Linked DNA regions of Bombyx mori: region 2 is linked to region 1. The links are chromatin contacts, called in public Hi-C maps. All regions are on one chromosome and are shown on one strand. The core of a region is the stretch at or near the end of the contact, and the rest is flanking DNA. Distances in the headings are between cores, read along the strand shown. Region 1 overlaps LOC101738381 (heterogeneous nuclear ribonucleoprotein L). Region 2 overlaps LOC101738381 (heterogeneous nuclear ribonucleoprotein L).

Region 1 (2,587 bases), core at 44-2,543:
TGGGCTCCAGTAACCACTTAACACAAGGTGGGCTGTGAGCTCGTCCATCCATCTAAGCGATAAAAAAAAAAGAAATAACGTGTATTCTTTCGAAAGCTTTATTTGTTCACGTGTTTTTATTGTGGAGGATCGCGTTGTCGTAAATACAAACGTAATGTTAATGAACGAGGTTATGTGTATCGTTCACTTGGTCGATACGGTTCTGATACTGTGCTGTGGTTTATTCATCATCCCGATCCACTAACGGTGCTTTTAGGTACTTCAAGCACCGGTCATCGTTCGACGAGTAAATTAACCCTCAAACACAGTCCACTGAGTTTCTCGCCGGATCTTCTCAGTGGGTCGCGTTTCCGATCCGGTGTTAGATTCTGCGAAGCACGACTCTTGCTAGGGTTCGTGTTAGCAACGTCATCAGGTTTGAGCCTCGCGAGCTCACCTACTAGTTAAGGTTACGCTGAAAGAGCCTCTCCAGGCTCTCAGCTTAGGTAGGAAAAAAAAAGGTTTATTCAAAATTGATTTTGTACGGTTTGTCCAACCGATCTGTTGTGATTAATGATGACCACGTAATTGTTTGATGTTTATAATATCATTTGTATCACAAATGATAATATCATATAATATCATTTGTATCACAAATGGACGATGATGATACGCGAGTACGCGATGCCTTGCTGATTTCGATGTAAAATGCATCCGTATGCAATATAATTAGCGCGTTTCCCCGTACAAGTTTCTTTAATACTATTCCTTAATTTATTAATGAACACAATGGAATAAATATTTTACAATCAAAAGCAATCAACTGATAACACAACTGATAACATAACATAACTCTCATCAACACATTAGTGTCGTCAGCATCCATGGAGGCCTTGCATAAAGTACCAACGATCAGTGTAAGCTCTGATGAGTAGCAAAAATCTTTTTTTATTTTAAAAGCGTAAATTAGTGGACAATTCTTCTTTTCGTGCTGTTCAATAATTAGAAAAAATTCTAATCTGTCCTATTAATGTAAATCGAGCAATCCGTCTTAGAATAAAGAAAAAATAGTAGGTAGCGGCTTGGCCATACCCCTGGTATTGCTGACGTCCATGAGCGACGGTGACTGCTTACCATCAGGTGGTACCGTATGCTCGGTCCGCTTACAGTGGCAATAAAAAGAAACAGGTATAAAAAATTTACAGCGTCCAAAAATTCGCAACAGAAGTATAGGAAAATACACTCTACAGTCATATGTTACTGAAGTCGATCGACATCGCCCGATGGTCGACAACGCTAATCCGTCGCCATGTTATCTTTTCTTTTTTTGCATTGATTCGTATGCGGTTTAGTAAAATGCACTTTATTTGTTTCGTTTTGTGCGCTTGATAAATATGTTTGTTTATTTGACTTTAGTTCAATGAACTTGTGGGTTTTTTTTTCGTCGTTGCTCTCAGATTTATGTATTTGCGAGTAATCTATTTCTTGTGTTTTCTTTGGTAGTCTTCTAGTTCTTTGGTGGTCTTATTATTTTTTTATTGCTGATGTTAAGTGGTTACCGGAGCGCATAGACATCTACAACGTAAATGCCGCCACCCACCTTGAGATACGAGTTCTAGGATCTCAGTATAGTTACAACGGCTGCCTCAACTTTCAAACCGAAACGCATTATTGCTTCACGGCAGAAATAGGCGGGGTTGTGTTACCTACCCGTGCGGACTCACAGAGAGATCCCACCACCAGTAAATCAATTTTAAAACAACACTGCTCACACACGAGTATATTCAATCACAATTCATTATCCTTGACTTGCGGGGAAAGATAAAGGGATCCGTTTCCTTCGAGCCAAGATAGACTAGATAGGCGGATAATTAATAGGTTTGAATGTTGTACGGAACTTGTGAAAATACATAAGTATGATTTTTTTTTGAGCGGTTTCCTTTTAATGTATGAAAGCTCTCGCAAAGATACCATTAAGAATAAGCAAATGTAACAAATAATAAAATTGTTTTTTGTTATTGATTGCTGCTATATTTGTCGCGTCCTTGTTGCTTAGTTGCTTATTAGTGTTAGTTGCTTATTACATATATATATATCCGTAAATATTCATACCGTTAACACACAGTGTATTATAATATAATAATAATTATTAAAAAAAAATGCTTCTTTACACATAAATAAGAAAAAGCAATTTACACATATAAAAGATACTTAAAATACCTTTGAAACACATACAATTGAAGTAGATACCGATTTCAGAAATCTTCCTTATCACATATTAAACTGGTCCACTACTAAATATGTGGACGTATTAAGCGGGTTCAGTACAGCAGGCTTCTAGATATCGGGAACATGCGAAGGGTAACTTGATTTACGTACGTTTTGTTTACGGCCCTACGTATCGCCGAGGTAAATATTCGTTACTACGGTTTATTAACACTCGAATACAGTATTACACTATCCGATACGCGGGGTCGGGGTATAAAATATATCGTACCTAAAGGAACCGAGATTTACGCGTGCGATGAAACGTAATCACTTGAGGTATGTATAGTTCGTGTTTTGAATTCGAGCTGTATTGGATTTCTTTTGGCAAATTAATACACAA
Region 2 (2,587 bases), core at 42-2,541, 64 kb before region 1:
CTTATCTTGAAAATGTCGTAAGTGATATTCAGGCATCTGTCAAATATCATGTGTTCTGTGATGGCTACATATCCAAATATGTGTTTTTTGTTGAACAAGTTACTGGAGAAGATAAAATCACGTCGTCAATACCGTGAGGCTTGTCAAACCTGGTAGCATTATTATGGTATATAATTAGACCCTTTAAATTGGAATCCAGACTGCTTCACCGCAGAAACAGGTGCGAGCCGAGTGGAGGTGGTGGTAGGACCTCTGTGAGTAAGCACGGGTAAATACCACTACCTTGCCTATTTCTGCCGTGAAGCAGTAATGCGTTTCGGTTTGAAGGGTGGGGCAGCCGTTGTAACACTATACTGAGACCTTAGAACTTATCTCAAGGTGGGTGGCGCATTTACGTTGTAGGTGTCTATGGGTTCCAGTAACCACTCAACACCAGGTGGGCTGTGGGCTCGTCCACTTATATAAGCAATAAAAAAAAACATGCGTAGGTCACCCGTGTGTAAGTAATTACGCAAAATGAAGTTTGCGGGAAATGTGTGAATTTTAAGACAGCTTAAATTAAAGTTTCCTCTATTGTTCCGTCCGTGTCTCGTAACGCTTTCGTTTGGTTTAATTGAAAACTGTAAAATAAAAACGCACACATTGTTTTATTTATATTTTACGTTTAAAACGAAGGCAATTTCTCCGTATGTGCTACATTTTTTAAGACGAGCTTTTGCACTGAGCAGGCATTGTCCGATGACCTCGTAAATTGTATAGTTGAAGATAATTACTTTGTTATGAAGCATGATAGTCGCCGTGTATATTTTACAAATAATAAAGTCTTGAACTGCGTTAAATGTATCTCTTCGAAGCACTGGCAAGTATAATGCGTAATTTGCGTAATTACTGGTGGTAGGACGTCTTGTGAGTCCGCGCGGGTGGGTACCACCACCCTGCCTAGAAGCAGTTATGCGTTTCGGTTTGAAGGGTGGGGCAGTCGTTGTAACTATACTTGAGACCTTAGAACTTATATCTCAAGGTGGGTGGCGCATTTACGCCGTAAAATGTCTATGGGCTCCAGTAACCACTTAACACCAGGTGGGCTGTGGGCTCGTCAACCCATCTAGCATTAAAAAAAAATGGATATAGAAGCAAAACAGAAATAATCGCTCTCTTTATTCCACGTGGACTGTTCTTTAAAGTTTGAAATGTCTTAAACGCCTTAAAATTTCTCATCGGCCAATGGCGTCACGAAGTGCTTGCCGCTAGACAGGGCACGCCCCTTGGCATAGTGACGCGTGATTCATTCCCGAAATGTCAAACGTGTCATGTGATGGGTAGCGATGAGAGTAACGCTGTTTGCTCTCCGTATTTAAACTCCGACATCGATCATACAAATTTTGACGCTTTTGTGCTTTTTTTTTAAATTAACATTAGAGTTGATAGATTTACTTAAATGCTGACTTATTTCTTAGGTTATTTGTAAGGCTAACACACTATTAGACCATGATGTCTCGAAATAAAAGATTTTTATTTAATTTTTATTTATTTATTAGATTTCATCGAAATATCTACGTGGATCACTACTAAGTGCTACGTAATAAGATTTTTGAATAACATGAGAGTAAATAATATTTAATTGTTACAATCGTGTCTTGAATTAATTTACTTAAATTGTAATGAAATTGCGAGCCGAATTGCGAACTACGAGGGCGGCACTGAAAATTTCGGGAATTAACGAAGTGACACAACATTACTATTTAAAAATGTATTTATTGCTTTTCGAAGTATTCTCCGCGAAATTTGACACATTTTTCCATACGATGGAACCAATCATTGAAGCAACCATTCCATTCTGAAGTTGGGGTCTCCGAAATGGCCGTTTTGTAGGCGTCCACAGCTTCTTCAGGTGATGAAAATCTCTGTCTACGCAATTTCAATTAAAAAGATTTTAATATGATAGGAACAGTGGAAATATTACATTCCCGATACTTTTAGTGCAGCCTAGTATATTGTGTTAAAGTACTTTTTTTTTAAATATGATAAATATAATTTCGCTAAACTTCTAATTCATAAGTACAATTTCGCTTTTGTTTCTGTACATATTTTTACAGAGACCAATATTTTTTGTTTTGCGTGCGTAACTGTCAAAACAAATGCCAGTTCGTTGTGTAGATAAAAAACAAAAAAAAAGTTATATTACCTTTAATTTTGTAAATCGCAATATAAAAACAGTGATCATAATAATATACGCGGAGCAATTAGTCACGTTGAGAAAAAATAATTGCATCTACAACGAGTTCGCGCCAAAAATAATTGACAAGTGGACTTTTTCTGCGTTAGCGCGGGCAAACGCTTCGAATGAACGCTCGTTGTGTTCTGCCAATAAATTTTGAATCATTGCTTGGGAATGTTTCCTAATTACGAAAAGATTTGTGGCGTTCCGAAATGAAATCGTTGAGATTTTAAACATAAATTAAAGATTACATTAAATTTCAAAATCAGTGATTTTTCTTTGGATTTTGTAAATCTGGTGACGATTTTGTTTTAGATACGAATCGATGCTATGACGTCTTTCGGCCGGCTTGTGAGAGATTGCCTTCGT

What was found. A called contact is a pair of places that touch in the nucleus more often than the background predicts.
Region 2: a Hi-C map of middle silk gland shows a contact between it and region 1, with 2.4 times the contacts expected there. The contact joins two enhancer-like sites. A contact is called at or near these places in 2 of 7 Hi-C or Micro-C datasets (middle silk gland and whole pupa).

What each region holds. Positions count from the first base shown.
Region 1 is chr24:1,869,862-1,872,448 of ASM3026992v2, reverse strand. The region is part of intron 1 of LOC101738381 (heterogeneous nuclear ribonucleoprotein L); the gene reads left to right. Among protein-coding and RNA genes, the nearest start is that of LOC101738381, 70 kb to the left of the region's middle. Within about 2 kb of position 1,293, at least 4 of the 8 cell types and tissues checked have open chromatin away from gene starts, as enhancers often do.
Region 2 is chr24:1,933,570-1,936,156 of ASM3026992v2, reverse strand. All of the region lies in intron 1 of LOC101738381 (heterogeneous nuclear ribonucleoprotein L), which reads left to right. Among protein-coding and RNA genes, the nearest start is that of LOC101738381, 6.3 kb to the left of the region's middle. Within about 2 kb of position 1,291, at least 7 of the 8 cell types and tissues checked have open chromatin away from gene starts, as enhancers often do.